Regions from separate parts of the Mus musculus genome. Here all the other regions are linked to region 4. A link is a contact called in public promoter capture Hi-C data. All regions are on one chromosome and are shown on one strand. The core of a region is the stretch at or near the end of the contact, and the rest is flanking DNA. Distances in the headings are between cores, read along the strand shown. Region 1 overlaps Mpdz (multiple PDZ domain crumbs cell polarity complex component). Region 2 has its middle 85 kb from the start of Gm25803. Region 3 has its middle 98 kb from the start of Mpdz. Region 4 holds the start of Zdhhc21 (zinc finger, DHHC domain containing 21). Region 5 has its middle 59 kb from the start of Mpdz. Region 6 has its middle 30 kb from the start of Tyrp1.

The links. Promoter capture Hi-C pulls out the DNA fragments that hold promoters and counts their contacts.
Region 1: a contact with region 4 is called in a promoter capture Hi-C map of hippocampal neurons, with 7 times the contacts expected there. The contact joins the enhancer-like site here to the promoter of Zdhhc21 in region 4. A contact is called at or near these places in 6 of 39 promoter capture datasets (3T3-L1-derived adipocytes, cranial neural crest, frontonasal cranial neural crest and 3 more), 1 of 115 datasets of contacts at active chromatin or transcription factors (astrocytes) and 2 of 9 other capture datasets (adipose tissue and liver).
Region 2: a contact with region 4 is called in a promoter capture Hi-C map of hippocampal neurons, with 11 times the contacts expected there. The contact joins the enhancer-like site here to the promoter of Zdhhc21 in region 4. A contact is called at or near these places in 6 of 39 promoter capture datasets (the 3T3-L1 cell line, cranial neural crest, hippocampal neurons and 2 more), 1 of 115 datasets of contacts at active chromatin or transcription factors (astrocytes) and 1 of 9 other capture datasets (adipose tissue).
Region 3: a promoter capture Hi-C map of hippocampal neurons shows a contact between it and region 4, with 9 times the contacts expected there. The contact joins the enhancer-like site here to the promoter of Zdhhc21 in region 4. A contact is called at or near these places in 9 of 39 promoter capture datasets (the 3T3-L1 cell line, 3T3-L1-derived adipocytes, cranial neural crest and 6 more) and 1 of 9 other capture datasets (adipose tissue).
Region 5: a contact with region 4 is called in a promoter capture Hi-C map of hippocampal neurons, with 10 times the contacts expected there. The contact joins the enhancer-like site here to the promoter of Zdhhc21 in region 4. A contact is called at or near these places in 9 of 39 promoter capture datasets (the 3T3-L1 cell line, cranial neural crest, embryonic stem cells and 5 more), 2 of 115 datasets of contacts at active chromatin or transcription factors (astrocytes and embryonic forebrain) and 1 of 9 other capture datasets (adipose tissue).
Region 6: a promoter capture Hi-C map of hippocampal neurons shows a contact between it and region 4, with 12 times the contacts expected there. The contact joins the enhancer-like site here to the promoter of Zdhhc21 in region 4. A contact is called at or near these places in 6 of 39 promoter capture datasets (the 3T3-L1 cell line, cranial neural crest, embryonic stem cells and 2 more), 1 of 115 datasets of contacts at active chromatin or transcription factors (astrocytes) and 1 of 9 other capture datasets (adipose tissue).

What each region holds. Positions count from the first base shown.
Region 1 is chr4:81,361,959-81,365,565 of GRCm38.p6, forward strand. Mpdz (multiple PDZ domain crumbs cell polarity complex component) reads right to left here. Exons shown (of 47, transcript NM_010820.3): 14 at 2,036-2,182; 15 at 1,068-1,232. Among named protein-coding and RNA genes, the nearest start is that of Gm25803, 25 kb to the left of the region's middle. Within about 2 kb of position 1,728, at least 3 of the 459 cell types and tissues checked have an H3K27ac peak or open chromatin away from gene starts, as enhancers often do. A contact at or near this core is called in hippocampal neurons, where this site is marked.
Region 2 is chr4:81,250,999-81,254,887 of GRCm38.p6, forward strand. No RefSeq gene overlaps it. Among named protein-coding and RNA genes, the nearest start is that of Gm25803, 85 kb to the right of the region's middle. Within about 2 kb of position 1,498, at least 17 of the 459 cell types and tissues checked have an H3K27ac peak or open chromatin away from gene starts, as enhancers often do. A contact at or near this core is called in adipose tissue, hippocampal neurons and liver, where this site is marked.
Region 3 is chr4:81,538,476-81,542,373 of GRCm38.p6, forward strand. No RefSeq gene overlaps it. Among named protein-coding and RNA genes, the nearest start is that of Mpdz, 98 kb to the left of the region's middle. Within about 2 kb of position 2,171, at least 7 of the 459 cell types and tissues checked have an H3K27ac peak or open chromatin away from gene starts, as enhancers often do. A contact at or near this core is called in hippocampal neurons, where this site is marked.
Region 4 is chr4:82,858,397-82,862,146 of GRCm38.p6, forward strand. Zdhhc21 (zinc finger, DHHC domain containing 21) reads right to left here and starts at 1,277. Exons shown (of 9, transcript NM_026647.4): 1 at 1,094-1,277.
Region 5 is chr4:81,499,929-81,503,460 of GRCm38.p6, forward strand. No RefSeq gene overlaps it. Among named protein-coding and RNA genes, the nearest start is that of Mpdz, 59 kb to the left of the region's middle. Within about 2 kb of position 2,098, at least 7 of the 459 cell types and tissues checked have an H3K27ac peak or open chromatin away from gene starts, as enhancers often do.
Region 6 is chr4:80,862,183-80,866,101 of GRCm38.p6, forward strand. No RefSeq gene overlaps it. Among named protein-coding and RNA genes, the nearest start is that of Tyrp1, 30 kb to the left of the region's middle. Within about 2 kb of position 2,644, at least 95 of the 459 cell types and tissues checked have an H3K27ac peak or open chromatin away from gene starts, as enhancers often do. A contact at or near this core is called in hippocampal neurons, where this site is marked.

The DNA.
Region 1 (3,607 bases), core at 478-2,977, 1.5 Mb before region 4:
CCAACCCCACTTATCTGCATGAGCATGTCAAATCTAAGAAAGGTGTGTTTGTCTAGTCTGTGTGCTGCCTTTGCTTTCATATTCTATTGCACTGCCCAGAGCCATGGACGCAAACCTCCTCCTCTGCTCTCCTGTGACCACCCCTCTCACTCCAAACGAACATATTCAGGCAGGCCATTGCGCAGCCTTAGACTGGCACAGTTTGGAATCATGTTTCTTGTTCTTTCCTGTTATGATCACCCACGTGAATGATAAACTCTGTACTTTACCCTTTAAGTTACAAAATTATTCCATTGTATTGATTCCTTCAGCATAAGGTAAAAGAAATCCCTGCTTCACAATATCTGACCAGGGGTCTATGTTGCAGCACCTTCCAAAAAGATGATTAGCTCTGTTCTTGGATATTGTGATTCAAACAGATAAGAATAAGCATATAAAAAATACACACCATAGAGTATTATTTGATGTGAATTGTGAGTTAACTTATGATCTACACTAAAATGTACAAATGAATTAAAACCCAAACAAACACTAAAACACATCTTTCTATATTTTAACTATTAAATGGTTAACTACAAACCAGAGGTGGCAGGGTGGGTAAATAAAGATATGCTTTTCCGTCTGTATACGACTTGCATACTTCTGCCAATTGGGGTTGAGCTAGTTAATGGAGGCACTCCAAATACACATGGTGCGTGGTACCTCATGTCAAGTGCAAGGCATGCAGTTGGGAGGACCTACTGTCAAGTTCACAGTGTGCAGTGTTATCTGTTGTAACTGTTTTCACCTACAGAGAGACTGTCCATGAGATGGGCAGCATCCTAACCTACATTTTACAGAAGACAAAAACAACAACTGAGGTTTAGAAAGGAGAGGTGCTTTGTTCAGGGTAAGCATCAATTCTGACTGAACTCAAGCCCAAGCTGTTTGGGTTCTAGATCTATAAGCATAGACTCTTAAAAAAAATCAAGTCTTGCAGAAAATAAAAATACCTTAACATTCTAACAGTGTTAAGCATCAAATTAGCCTTCCTTCTGTGAGTTCAAGATCATTTATGTCCAGCCTACCTTTTCTGTGAGTTCAAGATCATTTATGTCCAGGCTATCCATTTCTGATAGGGCAATGGGTGGCACAGTCCGACGGCAGCATACCATTGTCACATCTATAGGCAACTCTTTTAAAATATTGACCACATCTTGATGGTTTTCCCCAAGCAAATTTATACCATTCACCTGCAGAAAGGCAGGTCCGCACAAAATAAGTTTTAAACTACAAAGGTCTGTGTGTGAGGGAGCACCATTTTCCCACAACATACATTTCTTTATGGTAGTGGCTGTGGCTCTGCCTTGCCGAGACCTGCAGTTAGACCTGTGCAAGCACTTCCAAACAGGACCTGAACTTGAGCTCAGAGTCTCGCTGTACCTAGAGCTTCTCAAGTACCATGGTAAAACCCTCAGCTTCTCTCTAGGTTTCATCTGTGAATGTAGGGTAGGGAGAGAGAATACAAATATTCCTAGTAGATGCAGGAGAGAAGGCTACAAAGAATTAGCATTTAATGATTTTACTAAGAAAGACTAGAAATGGCATATATAGTATGGTAAAATGTTTTTAAAACTGGGAACATTTTTTTTCTCTGCATTTAAAAAAACATTGACAGATTGCAGAGAAACAAATACCAGTAGATAGCTACTGAGCGACAAGAATTGAGTGAGTGGGGACAGACAGGATGCGTTTTGCTGTTTGTCGTTATTCTCTATGGAAGCATATGAAGGTGTCGACTATTCTAAGAACTGAATATATACTTGAAAAATAGTCATGGAAGTTTCATAGTCTCTGAAGGCTAAAACAGCATAAAACACAACAGAACAAAAACCACCAAAAGAGAACACGGGGAACTGGATCTGCAAGTTGGAATACACACACAGCTTTGGCATCTCTGCTTTGGACTGACTTTATGATATATTCATCACTATTAATTCTCCAGCAGCCTTTCCCAACTTGCATCAGTAGAAAGAAGGAAATCAGAATTTCTTACTTCCAAGAGCTCATCTCCACTGAAGAGCTTCCCGCTGTGTCCCACAGGGCCTTCTGGTAGCACAGACCGGATGAAGTGGTGGCCCACAGTTGCCTCCAGACTTATTCCCAGCCCACTATTCTCACTAAACTTGCTCACATGAGCCACCTGAAATGAGAAAAATTGTCACAACTCTAACATTTTTCTGTTTTTTTTTTCTAGTCATATAAATATTAAGTTCATCCAAAAAAAAGTCAAAAAACTTTTTTAAAAGTCTTATTGTAGTGCTACCAGTGAAAGATACTTATGTCAAATGGCTTCAAAGACCAAGAGTAAAGGGATATGTCTAGCCTCAAGCACCTGAGAGCATTCTCCGAAAAAATTCCTATAGACCTGAGCACAGCTAACAGCCTGGAGACTGCATACCTGGGACTTGCTGCTATGCACACCATGGGGTGCCATGTGTCATTTCCCACAAATAATAACTTTACCAAACAAGACCTCTCACATCTTAAGGTGGTGGGTGAAAGGTCAGTATGAGAGTGAAGTCACCAGACTCTGAGCTGTGATGCTGAGAAGCATTCTTCTCAACCCTGAAAACCCAAATAGAGCTCAATTACTCTAAGAAAAGGCCAGGCTCCCACTGAAGTCGCCAGCTATCTCTGCTCCACACCCCCTCTATAATTCTATTAATGCTGCCAAGTACACAGTAGGCAAGGAGAAGGCGGGACTACACCCATTTACCAGAGCACAGATCACAAATGATGTGGTCCTGTCGTGCAGCACGCTTCTGCTCTTAGGAGAGGACAGGAAATATGCAGACAACAGGTACACAAGGGGCCTTTCGGGTTCAGGATTGGTTCTGATATAGATGAAATGGCTTGTGGAGGGCCCACCTCTCATTCAATTACCCCCTAAACAGCAAATGATGCTGTCCATACCAGTCACATTAATCCCACCCATGAAGTCAGTGCTAAATGAAGTGCTCTTCAACTGTTCCTACTGTATTCCTCTCCAACTTAAGAGTTAAGATGCTCCTGGCTGTACTTACTCATTTCTGATTTGATGTTAATTACCTTGAGTTTTTACAAACAAGTACTGCTATGAAAATGAAGTGCAACATTGACAACACTACTTAGCAGTGAAAGTCAGAGATACCTGTAATATATATCATCTATTTTCTTTTACCTCTTCTAACCTAGAGGCATAAAGGAATTATTATAAATATGAAAAATTATACTGAATGTAGTGTTTTACTTTTGCTTTTGATTTTCCTGACATTTCAATGACGTGAGTCAACTTTGCTACCTTTTATAATAGCAAATAAATAACCAACACTGCCATAAGTGATATGAAAGCCAGGCAGAATCACTGTATCACAAAAGCAAAATGAATAGGAATGACAAAGGCAATGCTGGGTGGAGCATGGTGCACACCTGTATGTGCAGCACTAGGGAAAGGAAAGTAGAGGGGTCAGGAATGCGTGGTCCTTTGTCTATGCAGAGAACCTGAGGCCAACCTGGGCTACGTGATGCCTTGCCTGAAGTGACTCTTTTTAACATGGAAAGAAGGAAGGTAGATGAGGAAAGAGGG
Region 2 (3,889 bases), core at 248-2,747, 1.6 Mb before region 4:
TACTGGATGTTTATTAATTTAGTGAACCTTGGCTCTTATCACACAGGGATAACATGCCTTAGTTTTCAGAATTTACCATGTTCAATGGATACAAATTGCCATTAAACAGAATGAAGACTATTTTGGTGATCCTAAGGGCCTAAGACTAGAGTATAGTTTTATGTGCATGTTCTCTATAAGGAAAAAAAATGTTTTTCAAATCATACTCTTCTACAGCAAGAAAACTTAGTAGGCTCATATGTCTGTAGAAGCGTAACTCTAAGTGTCCCAAGCCAAAGATGCCAGATAAGCTTATTTCTGTTTGTTCCAGAGATGAAACTTACCAAGAGGAGGCTGAAGGTCAGCGAAGGAGGAGAACAACGGCTTCTTTAAATCCTCTCCACTAAAGCCCTGAAGCGACACTCAAGCCGACTTCACCTTAAGTCAGGAAAAAATCCACCAAATCTCTCATCCTATCAGAATGAAAGCTCTATTGAGAGGGTGGGAAAAGAAAACCATAAAATGTGCTTTCAAAGTAATTTAAAAATTCTGTGAAGTAGTAGTAATATTAATAAAACGTCTGGCTTCTGAGCATTGGCACTTAGTGTGGATATTCTTTTAGTTTTCTTATATGGAATATTTTGTTTGGAATACAATTAGCTACATTTTAAAATTGTCTTTAAAACTGTCCCATTTTAAATTAGATTTTCATAAAGAAGGTATTTGTAAAAAATTAGCTAATTTGGTCTTTTCTGAAAGAAAGAAAGAAAGAAAGAAAGAAGGGAGGGAGGGAGGGAGGGAGGGAGGGAGGGAGGAAGGAAGGAAGGAAGGAAGGAAGGAAGGAAGGAAGGAAGGAAGGAAGGAAGGAAGGAAGGAAGGAAGGAAGGAAGGAAGGAAGGACAAACCTTGTAAGCCTGTGGCTCTATCCTTTTTTTTCTCCAGAGCAAAAAACAAAGTTCCACAAAAGCAGAAACAATGTAATCTGTAAAATACATACTTGCTTTCTGCTTCTGTACAAGTCCCTGGGGAACTGTAAAGGCCTGGTACTTTAGAAATAAGATTGGAGACCCTTTCTGCAGAGACCATTTAACCAGTCATGAGGTGGGGACCAGGCAAGGGCAAGTGGTGAGGGGCTCAGTGTCCAGAGGACTGTTGCAAAACAAAAGTAGCAGGGCTCTCCTGCCCTCTAGTGGTTCGACCTCAGAAGTGCAACTTCCTCAGTGGATTTGTTTTAGTTTCTCTCCCGGGTTTACTTTAGAGAATTTCAAGTACATTTAATTAAAGACAACTTTATGCCGGTATCCTCGGGGACCGTAGAGATATGGCTTGTCCTTCAGGAATTTTGATTATTCAAATTCAATAATTTATGTTATTGAGTAAGAACTTGCTAAATATCATTGGCACTATGACGATAATGCTAAAATCTCACCTCCCTCCTTGGCACATTCTAAACACCCCTATTTTGCCCAATTGCCTGCATCTCTTCCTTTTGTCCACCTGGAAAGGTAGAAAAGGAAGAGAAACTCTGCCTAATGGGGTCACTGTTGCACTGTATATGTGCAAACTATCACTGGCTGAGGCTGACAGTCCCCAGGGAGCCAAATATTTTAATGTGGGTGTAATAGCTTCTTGTCTATCATTTTTATTTACTGTAGATAATTCTAACTTTTCTGTTTCTAATGTTTCCTTTGAAACATACATTATGAGCTCACCCATATAAATAAACACATTAATGGTGGCCAGCACTAGCCTCAAGTTCACCCATTTTTATTTTTATGTTTTTGCTGTCCATTCAGTCAGAGCATTGCTTTCTAGTGCCACACGCTTTAAGTGATGAGAGTGCACGCATGCTGTGTAAGCTGTCCAAACCTTAAATCAGTGCAGAACCTGATACTGCAATCACTATGACACAGATATTGAACCAAGTGTGTGTTAGCATATCAATACTAAACACAACAGTCATCAAAATACCTCTTTGGCTTAGTCTCTTTTATTTTCCCTCTAAGTGTCTCAATACTATCATGTGGCAATATTCTATGGGAACTTGCCTCACACTGCTATGGGCACAGCCACTAGAGCAACTCTGAGTCATACACACAATCGCTGGGAAAGCTGCTCACCTGCGGAGACCTGCCCTGTGAAGACAGTAGAAGTTGAGCAATCTCAGGATCCTCCTGGTGGAAATGTATACACTGATGGCTGGAAGCTGGGCGGGTCTAATGTCTGGATTGTGGAGAGTGCAGCTAAGCACATGCTAATGACAGCCCCAGCTGCTCTTCATTCATCCTGGTCACCCCAGCTTCCAATGTGCACCCTTAATGCTTGGCTGCTAATTCCCTTGACTTAGAACAGGGTGAGGTCATATTAAATTATTTAATCCTTTAGAAAAACCTACTTCCAAACACTTGAGTTAAATAAAAAATCACTTGCTAGAAAACAGTTTTCAATGGTAGCTTTTACAATATATTGTTGACAATTTAAAAAACTCAACTCATTTATAAAAGTAGGGAACTAAATTATTTCTTATTTTGTTGTTGTTGTTGTTGTTGACAGTGTTTTGTCGTGCAGCCCAGGCTCACCTCAAATTCGTGATCCTCCTTACTCAGCCTCCTTAGTGTTGGGATAGCAGGTCAGGTGCCACAGTGTTCCGCCTGACTGTTTAATCTTATTGACAGTGAAGAATGTTCAGACATGACAATCATTTAGCTTGGAATATTAGCATATTCACATTATAGTGCATGGCCAGTGTTTAGTGAAATTTGACAATAAAGATGGCAGAGAATCAGAATAAAACAACCACAAAAACAAACACACACACACACACACACACACGCACGCACACACGCACGCACGCACACACACATGCACGCACGCACGCGTACACACACACACACACACACACACACACACACACACACGTGCAAAGATGTACACCGTGAGAACAGCCAGTTAGACACAGGGACCATCAAAGGACTGGTTTGTACTCTCATTTTGACTTTTCAGCATCACCTGGACTACTTGTTGCAACTTAGCAAGTAGCCATTGCTGATCTATCTATCATTTTCCTCTCCGGTCCTCACTCTGTATCCTCATTGCCCACCACACTGGCAGTTTCCTCCATGCCGCTCACATGAAAGGCTGGAGCCAAAGAGGTGGGTTTCCAGAAACATAGTGCTATGAACTTTAATCCCTTCAGATATTTTTTATCAAAGATATTCGGAAAATTATATTTACCATTCAATGAAGAGTTATTATGATATGTTACTGTGTTTGGTATTTTGATGTTCCTCAAAAAACCCACATCTCTGTGTTAAACTAATGTTCAAACATTTTATTTTTGAAATCCATATAGGATTTTTTATTTATTTTAAAGAAGTAAAAATATATCAGCACGTGTGTTCATTATACTCTGTATTCATATATTTTACACATGACACGCTTCAGGGCATAAGATCTCATTAAGCAGAGGACATGTGAAAGGTAAAGGAATGCAGGCAAAGGGTCTGAAGGAGAGGCTAACGGTAGCCTGGTGAGGACAAGGTCTTCTTAGAGAAAAGCAGTCTATGCCAATCAGGTTTGGAAAAGTTAAAAAAAAAAAAAAAAGACCAAAAATTAAGCAAAAACCCAAAGCTAAGCAATAGGTGTCCCTAGTACTAATGAGATAAAAGCATTTACTTCTCACTCAATCAGCAGACTGAGGCAAGCTGGAACAGGAAGTGGGAAGACTGAACAAATGAGCCCCACACATGTTCTCAGGGACACATGTAGACCAGAGGAAATCTATGCCACACAGTAGGAAAGAAACTCAGCTTCTAAGGAGGCTCTGCAGGTCAGTGTACAGCATTAGAATGCCCAAAACCTTTCTTCTCTATCTGCACACTCCTTCTCTGCATGTGGCTTCCCTCAAACA
Region 3 (3,898 bases), core at 921-3,420, 1.3 Mb before region 4:
CTAAAGTGTGTGTATGCTTGCCATGTGGTTGCACAGAAGCCAAAGGAGGTCAGAAGATGTTCGAACCCCTGGAACTGGAATTACAGGCGGCTGTGAGCTGTTGTGTGGGTGCTGGAATTCAAAACTGGGTCATCTGCATAGGTAGTAAGAACTCTAAATCACTGAACCATTAGAGGTTGCTCAAACCTCTAATCCCTACATTCAGGAGGCTGAGGTGGACAGATAGCTGATCTCAGTGTTCATATTCTGTCTAAATTCCACACCGACAGTTCCTGACAGCAGCTGGGTATGCTCTGCCCCACATTTACCTGACAATAGCCGGGTAGGCTTGGCCCAGTATAAAAGGGGCTATTTGGCCCATCCTCTCTCTCTCTCTCTCTCTCTCTCTCTCTCTCTCTCTCTCTCTCTCTCTCTCTCTCTCTCTCTTCTCTCTTTTGCCTCTTGCCCCCTTCCACCCCCTCTCTCCCCATTCCTCTCTCCCCTCTCTCCACGTGGTTCTGGCCAGCCTATCTACTATCTCCTTCTCTCTGCCTTTCTCTGCCTCTACTACTCTCAACTCCCCTCCCCACGTCCTAAATACACTCTATTCTATACTATACCATTATGTGTCTGGTCCCTCAGGGGGAAGGGATGCCTCAGCATGGGCCCACTGCGGCACCCCCTCCCCCCACACCCTGCCAGAACATATTCTTTTGGCTCTTTCTCTTTTTATGATCACAACACTCAAAAATATCCTGATTCAGGAAGTTCCAGGCCAGACAGGGATAAATTGTAAGACCTTGTCTCACAAAAAAATAAAATCATCAAAGAAATCCTGATAGTAAGCAATTTCTAGGAGGAAGCAACAATTTAGCATTTTTACTTCTTTAAATCCTGCCTAGATTTTAATGAACATTTTTCTTTTTACTTTAAATAACCAAGCAATAGTGCGGAAAGGAAAATTTCATTTGAGAAGTTTGCATAGTCAATGAACTAGTCATTATCAAGGATGCTGATAGTTTTGAACATGGATTTCTATGACAAGGTGATTGTGGATAGTCATAGATTTAGGCAGTGCTTCTGATAACCGTTTCCCTGTAGTTTTATGACTACAGGAGCAGAGTATGGAAGACCTGCAGATTGGAGGCATTTCAGATAGTTTGTGTGCTGAAATAGAGAACACGATATTCTCCTAACAGCTGTACAAAATTTCTTTTCACATGAAAGAAAAAACCTTTGGGGGAGGATTGCCGATATGCCTGTTTGGATAGAGTTGTTATTCTAAATTCTAAATTACCAAATGGGAAAGACCATCTGCTCTGCGTGAATCAGAGGAAGACTTGGTGGTGGTAGAGGCAAACATGAATAAAAGGCACAAGAGCTGGTGAGAGCTGTGATAAAGGCCCCTTTCAGAACCCTCAAAGTCTTGGGTCACATTTTCTCTCCCTTTAGAAAAGTCACACATTTCTTTATCAGGAAAATAAATCTCCCATGCTTCGTGGACCTTTGGCTTCAAACAAAAGTCTTTGGCTTTAATTCAAAGACGCGATGACCCTGACTCAAGAACTATGAAAAATTGGTCTCTGATAATATCTCTTCTGTGATAAAGACAATGTGATTTTTACTTTGTCTTTTAACAAATCAAATTAATAAGGTGGCCAAAATCCTTATTTGAAACTACTCATGCCAGACATATTAGCTTCTTCCTGTATCCCAGGTATCTTGAAAGTTTTCTGGGTATTAATTTGTCTTTGTATAGCTTTTCTCTCCTTGAATCATTTTATGGATACTGTTTCAATTCTTTTGAGCATTTTTAAGTCAGCTTCTAGATGTTTCTTGGTAGGTGTTTCAAGACTCCCTGTTGTAACTAATTTGCCACATTATTGCTTCATCACAAGAAGACACATATTTCTTTGTAAGACTTGCGCAGTCTGAGCAGTCTGAGGGATCTTCCATGTGAGTGCAGATGCTTCTTGCTCTGGAAACACACTGATGTACGACCCTTAATACTTTGCCTTTTCTTTGGCTCTATCACATTATTTAACAGATATTTATTCAATAGAACTACTGAGTGCATTTGAAATTTATGTGTCTTAATCTGTTTTCTGTTGCTCATATCACAATACCACAGACTTGGTAAAGTATAAAGAAAATGGATTTCTTTTAGCTCATACTTCTGATTCAATGTTGGGAGTACCCATCTGGTGATGATCTTCTTGCAGCTAGAGTTCCCAGCTGGCACAGGGCTCCACATGGAGCAGGAAGCCTAAGAGAAACATAGCCAAACTGGAATTGATAGCAGACCTGCTCTTGAGATAATATGTTAATCCCTTGAATGATGAGCTAGTCAGGAGGGCAGAGCTCTAAAGGCATCTCAGAGGTTCTACCTTGCCCCATCTCTTCATATTTCATAATGAGGATTAAATTTCAGTGTGAATTTTAGAAGGGAAAATCACATTCAAACTGTAGCATTATTTATGAACCTTACTAAAAAATTAAAGCTAATCTTTTAAATACATTCTTGTTAAACAGAACTATAAGGCTAAGCTTGTCTTCAATGGCTACAGACACATTTTAAGCAATCAATGAAGAAATACATCTTTTGTGTAAGTATCCCACACATAATAACTCACTCAGTTGTATAAATAACTGTAAAGATAAATATTACCATTATCCTATGGATGTGGCACCAGAGGAATAAAAACAGTCATCAATTGCTGGATTTTATGGAAGCCATAAGTAGGAAGGAAGGCACAAATTTTATTCTTCAGACTTATTGGTTCAGAGTTTGAGTAGTAACACTAGATACAAACAGATTAATCATTGAAAGTAAACCCTAAAGAAAAAGTAATAGAGTTTCATTCTCTTCTACTTCTAATGAAGCTAGAGCTTTCTTGGTCATGTTCATTGTTTCTGCAAGTATGAAGACTGTAACAGAGAGACACCGTCATGTAACCATGGTGATGTACATGACTTGTGAATGAGGAGATAGTACTTAAATGTCCAGATCATCAATATACTTTGAATATATAAGTAAACCTCATTTCAGATGCAGAGGAACACTGTAGATGATCTCAGAACATTCATTTCTTTAGTTCCTCTGATATGGAAGATTGAGTCCATATATAACAGTATATGGACATATAAAAATTCTTGTAAATGTGTTGAACTTCTCAACTTGAATTCAAATGATATTCTCTATATTCCACTTGAATAGTCTGTTTTTACTTAATTTCATAAATGGTTTACATTTTAATAGAAAACAATCCTGCAAATTGCTCTAACTAGGGCGCTTGGTGAAATGGCATCATATTTTCCAATTTTCTCATTTTGTAAGTTAAAAGTGGGGCTTCCAGCTGTGTGTGGATACTTTAGAACTGCACAACAGGAAAACTTTATAAGGCATTGCAGTTTGCTCGTAGAATGAAGATAGCTATTCAGTTTATTATTATTTGGTACCAAAAGTATATAAACTAACTAAACAACTATCTCATCATTCAGGATAACATCAGAGACCTAGTGTTAGAAATTATATTTTTTGTTACATAGAAATTTTGTTCTGTTTGCAGTTCTTCTAATTATCTACCATATCTGTTAGAATTCAGAAATGCACTTGCATGCTAAGGCAACAGTGTCAGTAGGACATGCAATAGAGGTAGAATAGATGTCGATAGAAGCTTAACTGAAAAGGGCATGCCACGTCATAATCTCTGACAAAATAAAATATGACAGTTATAAACATGACTTCTGTTGGGTCAGCCCTGCCATAGCTAAGCTTTGTTGTTGAGGGGCCATTTCACGCTTTTTTTTTTTTTTTTTTTTTTTTTTTTTTTGCTTGGGGAGTGGTAATGATCATCTTTAGTTATTTTTATTAATTTGTAAATAAATATTCTACTGCTTCTTAGGATAGATATTTTTC
Region 4 (3,750 bases), core at 27-2,526:
GAGAAAGCTTGAAAGATCACCGCTTAGAAAAACGTAGCCTGGCTACCTAGTTGTATAGATGAGAAAATAACACTGGATCCCTGGCCTACCCATGACCCCATAGCTGGATAGTACAGAAACCAAAAGCGAATCTGGCTTTTCTGTCTTCAACTCCAAACTGTATCTGGTTTTTTTTTTTTCCCCCAAATGATTTCATACCACTTCTCCTCTTCAAAAGCCTTACTACTGAGAGGGCACAACTAAGGTGGCAACAGGGTACCCTCTGAACTTTATCCGTGGATCTCAAGCTCTGGAAGAACTTAATGAGATACTGCACCAAACCCTTTCATCTAGGAATGGCACACACTAAGCAGTCATCAAATGGTAACGGCTATCATTATCTTTTACCACAAAGTAGGGAGTGAATTTGGGGTCGGGGGGGGGAGGGTGAGGGGTATGCATATTAGCAGTGGGTGGAGGACCCATTGGACAAGTCTTTTAAACTTACACTTAATTACCCTTATTTGCCCTTATTTTGGGCTGAAACTTTACACTGATTTATGACCCACCCACAATGACCTTGATTTTTACCCAGCCCCTCCTGTACTTTTATGAACTGCTATATTGCAGTATTTTCAAGTAATGACCGGCCAGGTCCTCTTAGCCCTGGAGATACAAACATCTTCCACTGACTCATACGGTATCTTAAAATGTGACCCAAATACATCTCGAGAAAAGACCATAAATTTTAAACGACCAGCGCAGGTTACGTTCAGCGAGTGATTACAGGGAATGGTAACAAGTGCAAAGTGCTGCCATGCGGAAAGCCATTTTCTCAAAACAGCCGGTGCGGCCGGCCGAGGGAGAGGAGGGAGAAGGTCAATGGAGGTGCACGGTTTTCTCCCAGAGGGTCCTCTGCAGCTCCGCACCAGCGACCTCGAAATGAATGAAACGCTCGGTCACGCCGACAGCCCGGGCCCCGGGGGTGCAGGGACGCCAGAGTCCCGGGGAGAACTCGGCGGATTTCTCTCCCCACCCCAGCCCATTCAGGGCCGCGGTCTCCGGGAGGGATGCTGCATGGCAGGTGCGGGACCGCCCGCCGGCCCACACTCACCGCCGCCCGCTCCGCCGCTTTCCACTCGGCTCCGCGCCTCCGCCGCCCAGGCCGGGCCGCAGTCCCCTTCCGCTTCCGGGAGCCGAGGCGCCGGGACCGGCCGAGTGGGTGTCGGCATGCCCGCGCGCCCGCGCGGAGGCACGGCCGCCGTCGCCCTCTCCGCTTCGCGCCCCGGAGCTGCGATGGGAGCCGCCGAGGGCCGAAAGACCTGAAAGCGCTCGCAGCCCAGCGCTGCGCCCGGCCTACCTTCGTCTAACCTACCTGTGCCTCCCCGCCCTGCATCCCGGCCCTGCCCAGGCGGCCGCACACGCGTGTCCCCACACCCTCCCTGCCTAGGACCAGCCTCAGCCTTAAGCAGTGCTCGCTTCCTCCTTCTGTCGGGGAACAGGCCTCTCTCCCCAGTGACAGCTATGGATTTTCCAATGTTACCTTGCTTCAAAATTTAGTCTGCAACATTGACATCTTCTGGGATTCTGGAGAGAATGCAGTCTCAGGCCTGCTCATTCCGTACCTGAATTTTAATTCAGGATCTGGAGGTGACACCTATCAGTGCACCCCAAAGCAGCAGTGTTCATCTTTAGGGCCTTCAGACCCTCTTTTGGGATACCCCAGCCATTGGAGGTTTTTCCAATTCTTGTTGGCAACCTAAATCCGCATTCAAATCATTTTTAAATGCATTTCAGATAATCTCTATAAATTGTCAGCGCTCCAATCAGTGACACCTAGGAAAAAAAATTAATGAACGCAACAGCTCAAATAACCCATCTCCCAATCTAAGCTGTTATCCTCACAAACGCCTGAGATACAATAATATAATATAAATATAATAATATAATATAATATGTTATATTATATATAATATAATAATATAGCTTTTTGCACGTCACTCCTAAATAGTGCCGTGGAAAAGTTTATACTGTATGGAGATAGCTGGTTATGCCTACATGTCCCAGAAGAAGATCATGTGTGGATGGGAGAGGAATTCCCTGCTGTAGGAAGTCTGTACTTCTTGTTGAATGGTATTGAGAGCCTTCCAGAACAAACTGTTCCCGGTGGTACCTGTTACTCAGGTCCTGGGACGACAGCTGTACTAACTCTAAAGTTACCTTCAACTAGCTTGTTCCATTTCCTGACAAATCCCCTTAATTTCATTCCCCTTAAAAAAAAAAAATCTTCTACTTCCCCACTGATAGGGGCAGGATAGGAAGACAAAGAAAACAAGGGAGTGTGGGAAAGGGGGAGGCCTCTCACGCGGAGACCTAGCTTTCCTCCTGGCTGTGTGTCAAGAAACATCAACACAACCACTAAAGCCAAGGCTGTCTCCAAGATAGTGCTCATTCTTCCCTCTACATCTCAAACAACAGTGTCACAGTCACTGTGGCAGCTACTCAGGGCCAGGGTGATTGCAGCCTTGACTTTAACCCTGTTAGCAGTACTCTCTCAACTCTAAATCTAAACAGAAGCCTCATAAAACCACCTGACAATCTTCTTTACAAAAGGGGCGTTCTTTAAGATAAGAGAAATAAGTAAATCATGACTTTCCTTTATTTTTAAACTGTTCTTAGTTCTTAAGCTTTGTAAATTACATCTTTTGAGCAAGTTAACTTAGCTGCAGAATTATATGTGTATGTATACATATATACATATACACATATATGCACATATATGTATATATTGCATATGTGATATATATACCATAAAGACTCCCAGCATAACTGCTCGCTCTTGCTCTTTCTCTCTCTCTCTCTCTCTCTCTCTCTCTCTCTCTCTCTCTCTCTCTCACACACACACACACACACACACACACACACACACAAAGTCACGTCTCAGATGTGTACTATTGTCCTTTCCTCAAGACAGACTGGCTTCCTCTCTTGTGCTTGTGTGTGTGTGTATGTGTGTGTCCTCTGTCCCACAGTCTTACCTGTACTTGGGCTTAAATCTGAAGTTTGTGTTGTCCCTTATCGCTACTTAATAAATTCACTTTGCTCTGACTCATCCTTAGGTTCTTTTCTGAATATATTTCAAGATCTAGCTTTACCTTCCTGAAGATATGAATGACAATGTTGGGTCACATTTCAAACTCAAGACCATCCTCCTGTCTCAGGCTCCCTAGTGGTGAGATTACAAGAGTGTGGCTCTGTGTCTACCTTTTGGACATGATGCTCTCAGTGGTAGCCAGACTTTGAGGGGGATCCTGGGGACCCCTGCCAACAGAGTTCTGTGTCCTCGCTGCACTTGTAGAGAACTTATGGAGCTTGTTTGGAACCCCATGTTATCATGAACTGCTAGGGATTTGGAAAATATGTTCTTTCCTGATTGCTGACACTTGATGACCTTTAAGTCATAGATTAATTTGTTTTCATGGTGTGGTCCCCAGACATGCAGCTTCTGTGTCACCTGGAAACCTGTGAAAAGTTGCATTTTTAGCCATACCCCAATCCACAGTAATAGAAATTTTGGAGGAGAAGCTCACAAACCTATGTTCTAACAACCTTCCAAGTGATTCAGAACACATACCCAAATCCTGGAACTGTTCCTCTAGACCATGGTGCCCTAGAGCAACCCAATGGCAGAGACTAACCTGACTGGATGGAAGTTTTATACTGTTTCAAGTTCACACATAGCTATGGGGTTGAAAAACTTGTCACATTACT
Region 5 (3,532 bases), core at 848-3,347, 1.4 Mb before region 4:
TAGAACCGTTCATTTAGTATTAATTCATTTTGTCAGCATGCCTTAGGTTGTTGTTGGAAGAAAGGTAGAAGGATTGGTGGAAATTCACTATTTGGAGAGGGAAGCCATGACTGAGCCTCGTATCTCAGATTCTAAATGCTCCAAATTTCAACCCTTGAAATAATTATGACCTGTTTTGTTTCTGAGATCTTTATAGTTCTTTATGTTTGATACAGGGAATAATTTCATAACTATATTTCTTTCTCCTTCTACAGCCCTCCAATATTGACTCCATGAAGGCAAGAGCCAGAGTGATAATCTGAAAGTAACCAGTTCATTTCTATAACTGTCTCACCATTAACTTCATTAAACTCTGCTGGCTTACTTTTTTCTTTCTCATATATTTCTGCTCTAATATTCTATGTGCTTTACATGAGGCTTTGGGGACACAGCAAAGAGGCATAGAAATAAATCAAAATGTATAAACATAAATAAAGTATGTTTCTAGAACAGAATCATATCCTGCCAAAAATTTAAATAGCTAAGTATATTCTAAACCCTAGAGTTTACTATAAGATGTGAGAGAAAAATACTACCCTGTCCACTTAAATGGAGAATAAACAACACTAATATTCCATCATCATACTATGTTTTTATGTTGTATAGCAGCATAATCCTCAAATTTGAGTTGCAGGTATGCTGCAATGGTGGAAGTCATTGGGTAATTTTATATATATATATATTTTTTTTCCAGTTAGTCTGAAACTTATAATTCATTTCATAATTTACAGCAAGAACACAGGTAAAGCTAATAAAGATGCTGGATGGTAAATGGAAATCACTTGTTGGTATGCAGGAAGTAGACATGAATATTTTATATTAAGCCTCAAGTCAAGGAAGTAATGATTAATTGGAACAGGGTTTCAAGGTATCTAAGGTTATAAAAGCAAAGACTATTTTTTTACTAGAAAGAAGTCTCTTTCCTAATGCAGAAGATGGCTTTCTTGTGGACTGGGAGAACCATTTGAACAGGGAAGATGAAGGAAGGCTGGAGATGGGTGGGGGAGGAGGAGGAAGAGGAGGAGGAAGAGAAAGAAGAGGAAAAAGAAGAGGAGGAAGAGGAAGAAGAAGAGGAGGAAGAAGAAGAAGAGGAGGAAGAAGAGGAAGAAGAAGAAGAAGAAGAAGAAGAAGAAGAAGAAGAAGAAGAAGAAGAAGAAGAAGAAGAAGAAGAAGAAGAAGAAGAAGACGACACTGAGGTTAGGGAAAATTGGCTTACTGAGGCCATTTCAGAATCATGGATTTGCTATTTGATTTTGGACTGGGGATATTTTGGCAAAACATAGTAAAGCTGAGACAGGAAATTAGTCTCCGTTTATAAAGTATTTGGATGATTTTGTAAATGGGAGAGATACCATTAAAATAGAGGGAAAATTCCTTTCATTTTAATAAGGAAATGAATACTAAGAATGATGGATAAGTAAGGTCTTAAAATTCAATCTTTGTTCAATTTACGACTGCATTGACACACTGTATAATTGATTGATAGGAATTTTCATTCCAAAGTAGGATTTATATGTTGCTCCAATCCCAGTCTATTATGTAATCGATTTTTATTTTTGTCTTCATTTTAAAATTTTCCTGAAAATATTTTTAACCCAGTCTATACAGATTTCTTCAGGAAAGATAAAACTTAGAAAAATATCCATAAGCATTCAAATTAATTTTTGCAACACAGAGAAAATGAATATTATTTATGAAGATTTGAGAATTTCATCTTAGTATATCTTCACTTGTATATCACCATATAGATGTGGTGCTGTGAAATACAGATAAAAAGCTAGTAACTGCTACTTAGATTTAGTTATCAAAAGGTTCACAGAGAAACACATTATTTTAAGTCTGTGTTTGGCTTAAAATGTGCTTATCCTTTCGACATCCGGATAGGTTTAGTCATTACAATTTGTCATCTCAGAGACACAAGTAGTCATTTGATTTGGAAGCCATGCTTTTCCCAAATGACCAAGAGAAACTTTTTGCTTTGTAAATGAGAAAGTGGAGTTTGCTCTAATGAAGTGACTGAGACACAGTTACTCACCGAGTCTGTGGCAGAGTTAAGTTAGTGTCCATCTGTCTGTTTCCATTTCACAATCTCATCTCAACTCTACGGTAATTACTTTTTAAATGCTCATGTGTCCACAACGTGAAAATTAACCTTGAGGTGGTTGTAACCAGACACTGGATCTGGAACTTGACTTTTCTCTTCTTAGTTATGCAACCCAGGGAAGAATTGCTCTAGTTTTCTACGTTTCATCTCTTCTTAAAGTTATGAGAGCTATACAAGAAAACGTACAAAAGATGCCTGCAAAATTTAAATTTTAAACAAATGGTAGTTTTTGTTATTAAAATCCCAACTGTAATTGCCACACATGAATGCTACATTTTCAATTGAGTCACCATTTTTTTTTTGTGACATTTTATTAACAGAAGCGAGGTGTCAAAAGTCAAGCCACACAATGTGTGTGTGTTTGCTATTGTATGTTGCTAATTATGTACAGGCTTACCATGAACATGTTTGCTCAAACTGTTTTGCTTTGCTTTCAGTCTTAAGCCTTTCTGCAGTTTGAAAGAGCACTTATAAATTAATTGTAAGGTTTTCATTGTTATCTAATTTTGGCTGGATTTAATTTCATGATCTGGCCAGAAATGTCGTCAGAGAACTGGGAAAAGCGCATAATTGTCTTACATCCTTCCAAAGGGACTCAAGCTGTATAGTTACATTTACCTTCAATAGATACCTCATAGCTGATTATGTAAAATATAATTTAAGCTATTATTATTGAAAGAATAATGTTTAAGGCGATAGTAGTTTGACTTGTTTCCTAGATTGTTTAATTTCATAGTGGATTTTAGAAAACACCCATGCAATTGACAACCTCCATACGTGTGGCATGACCCTCTTCTCAGGGCAACAAGATCAGATAGCGATTCATCTGTGTGGCACGTAGCACAAAGCTCATGCCTTAGTTTTTGTTGTTTCGTGGTCTGAGGGATTCGCAAAATCAACTGAAGGGATAAACCAGTAGATTCATAGCAGAATGTTGCATTTTTAAGAATCTGAAGATGTCGTGAAGACCATGCCAAGGGAAAATGATGATATTTCTAGACCCATTAATCTTAAACCTTTCCTGTTAACTTCAAGTCCAAGGACTTTAGCTAATACATTTTGTATTGATAGGCACTGCAAATTGTTTTCATATGTGTGCTGTGGCCAGTGTCTGTCCTTGGGCAGTGCTGGAATGTTAGCAGTAAATGAGAAGAAGCTTCTATTTTTTTCCTGTGTTTTGAGACTAACTGATCATCCTGAGAATTAAAAGAAAAAAATTTTTAAAGATTTTTTAGGTATTTTTTTATTGTGGTTGTTTCTTTGCACCACACCTCTAAGACTCAGCTAGTTGAGTCTCTGGAATCAAAGTTATTACCATCCTGACAAGAAACATGCTGACATGAGCAACAGTAAGCAAGGAGCAACTCTAAGTGTGACAGTCACCTCCAC
Region 6 (3,919 bases), core at 1,394-3,893, 2.0 Mb before region 4:
ATAGTCATCAATTCTCAAATATATATATATATATAGATTAATTCTCAGAAAATCTTACTCTGTGAGAAAGAAAATTTCACTGTGTGAAACTATGTAAGACGCTGAAGAACAAGAGTTTTATGACAGCATAAATAATACAATAACCTAGCAATAAGAAGTGTAGTGCCACGAGGGAGACAGAAGCAAAACCATGCGAAAGACTCTGACAGCTGGAACCTGGAACATCTGAGTTCTCAAGTTCCTGAGTTTAACAAAGTGTGAAAGACAAGTCTAGCTACACCTGGTAAGATTCATCTCTAATCCCAGAACTTGGAAGGCAGAGGTGGGGAGATCTATGTGAGTTCCAGGCCAGCCAGGCCTGATGTCATGAGATCCTATAAAAGAAAAACTAAGGATGAGTCTAAACATGCTGTATTAATCCAAAGACAAATCAGCCTCACAAGACGAAAATGCTTGTCCCTGTCAGGGAGGACTGGATGGGGCAAAGTCGACAGGCAACTCACAGAGCTCCATCAGTCTTGACCAAGAGAAAAAATTTAATATAAGAAATGGCAATGAAGTATGGTATATCTCACAATGTGCAACATAGGACAGAAGTTTATTCTCAATTTCCCTTTTGTTGTATACACACACACATACACACACAATTGTTAGGTTTGTAATATGAGGAAGAAAAGAAGGGACACTGAATAAAACTTACTGTGCCTTCTGAGAGAAATCAGAACAGTTTTTGTTTCAATTAAATAAATTGTGTTTGGAGGTATATTCTGGACCCCTTTTGTTATTTAGATTTCAAGCCAGAAGCTTATGATACGTCATCAAATGTACTACCATGCTGTTGTTTCTTTCTTACCCTCAGATTTGGCCCGATTTTGTCAATAAATCTGCTGAAAATTGAATAGAAATCTCCCACAAGATGGCCCCTTTGAGCACATTTCACAATTTTGATTATGGGCAACAAGCGACTCTGGCTGAAATGAACAACGTTCGCAGCTGCCGCTCTTTTTCTGGCTTAAAAATGCTCACGTGATCATTGAAAACAGAAGAAACAGCTTCTATGTTGATGGAAGAGACATTTGTAATTAATAATCCCCCCATACTGCTAACATTCCCAGCTAAACAATAATAGCAAGCATGTGTCCCCGTTTCTTGTATAATTACGCTCCTTCATCATGGTCATCAGGCTCTTCCGGGCGCACAATGAAAGGTGGGTGCTACAGCATCCAAGTACATCCACAGACAATAGATGAGCCTGACCGACTAAAGACACTGATGGTTGTGACCAAGCTGAAAGGGCTAGGCGGGCGTGGGAATCAGACCCACTTGGCCTATGCTAAGCATACAGATATTGAAAGGAATGGTTAATTTGGTAGACAAATATCTAAAGCTTTCAAAGAAAAACTGACCTATGATCCATGTTTAGCTTTCTTAAGAAAATTCCAGTGTGTGGAACGTTTGCAAGAATATAATGCACCCTCAAAAATGTTATAGGTAGGTTTAACTGGTACTACATTTTGCACATATGTTTTCGCTATTACTATTCGTGTGTGTGTGTGTGTGTGTGTGTGTGTGTGTGTGTGTGTGTGGTGTGTTTCCTGAGCAAGAATAGAAGTAAGTAGATGATATTTGGGCCCTTTATTCCTGTTTCAGTTGTGTCACCCCTGTGAATGTTTTTTCAGGAAAGTTCTCTTACTATACATAATGAAATGGAAAGGAAATTTGACAGAAATAGAACACTCCTTTCTAATGTGTAGTTCAAAACTTTCCCAGTTCTAGTAGTGACCTTTAGAATGTTTTTTATAAACAAACAAACAAGCAGCTTTTAAGAAGAAAAATAAAATCATGTAGAAATGCCAACATCTTAGTCCTAACTGTCTCAGACTCCCTCACCACATCGATCAGGCTGGCCTGGAACTCCGCCCGCCTTTGCTCCCTGAGTGCCAAAGTTAAAGGCGTGCCCCACTGGCTTGCCGGTCCTCTAGTAGTTCATAACTTCTCTAAGCGACCGTTTTCTTATATTTAAAATAAGGACAGCTCTACAAAACAAAAATAAATTTGTAAACACTCAAAGTAAGAATGTATGTTGTGTATCTGTAGTGATGGTGTATGGGCTTTAATGTAAAAGAACTTAATAAACTTCAAGAGGTTCTACGAAGTTCAGTGATAACTACATTTTTTAAACAATCATCTGTAAATATATATATATATATATATATATATATATATATATATATATATATATATATATGTATGCTGCAAAGTTTGATCTCTAGGTTTGCCATAGCTTGTAGCACGCTGATTTCCAACTGAATGCTCTCCTCCCAGTGCCATCGAGGGCATGTCACAGCTAATTATCTGTCATCACGCCCTGTTGCATAGGCGGTACCTTGCCTGCTGCTGCTGGGACCTCTCGCTGTCTGTTGATTCATTTGCATTACCTCCTGAGAGCCTCTGCTGTGTGTGGAGCACACAAAGCAGAGCCCAGGGGCTAACTGGCAGGCCCGTCAGAACCGCGGAACGCTTCTCAGTCCCCTCCTCATTACTTAGTGAGTAATGTGGGGATGTTCTCTGCTTCACGCGCTCTGGCAAAGTAAACGGTCATCTGCTGCTTCAGCTGCTTCCCAGCGTCTGGGGTGCAGCACTACAACGCAGGAGGAACTGCGCTTGCACTTATGCAAATCATGATGGAGCGCCTGGGTTTGGCAGCATTCCTTCCAGAAGCCTCCTTTGCGCGCTGCACCGGCTGCCTGTTTGGTGCTTCCAGGGTTTTGAGAGGCAACCTCAGAATAGATCTTGCCCAGCTCAATGTATTTCTATGTTCCTGGACTAAGGAAAACATTCAGCTCTTCCCTACGTCCATACTGAAACCACAATGTTTCAATTTCATCTCTAAAATACACGTTTGAGACCGAGTCGGCTTATGCATATCTGTCTTTTTAAATTAAGGAGATGTACTTCCTTAACTGATACTCCGGGTTAGATTTAAAATATATGAAAGCATTCTAACAGATCATCTACACATAGCACACGTACCAAATTGTTGGAGTGTATGTGTATGTGAATTTATATGACGTATATGTATATGTATACGTATGTGTGTATGTGTGTATATATATACATGTTATGATATGTATGTGTATATGTATATATAAGTATGATATATGTATATATGTGTGTGTGCACGTGTGTATGTATATATTAACATTTTGTCCTAATAATTTTATTATCACTATACATAGTTTTAAAGCAGTAAAGTGAATTTTATTCAGGTATTTCTTTTTTTCTCCAATTTTTTATTAGGTATTTTCTTCACTTACATTTCAAATGCTATCTCAAAAGTCCCCTATACCCTCCCCTCACCCTGCTCCCCTACCCACCCACTCACACTTCTTGGCCCTGGTGTTCCCCTGTACTGGGGTATATAAAGTTTGCAAGACCAAGGGGCCTCTTTGGAGCTGAGACGAAAGGATGGACCATCCAGAGACTGCCACACCTGGGGATCCATCCCATAATCAACCACCAAACGCAGACACTATTGCATACACCAGCAAGATTTTGCTGAAGGGACCCTGATATAGCTATCTCTTGTGAGGCTATGCCAGTGCCTGGCAAACACAGAAGTGGATGCTCACAGTCAGGTATTAGATGGAACACAGGGCCCCCAATGGAAGAGCTAGAGAAAGCACCCAAGGAGCTGAAGGGGTCTGCAATTCTATAGGAAGGACAACAATATGAACTATTCAGGTATTTCTTTAGCACCTTTCAGCTACTTTAATCCCAGCAAAGACAGGTCGGAAAGTGACAAAGATTCACTTCATCTTTGTACGAAATCTTAGTTCACTAACGGGTGGGAATTTTTGGTTTTCTTTCTTTTTTCTCTGCATTAGTCTATGCTTTTTAGGACAGAGTATTTCTGTAA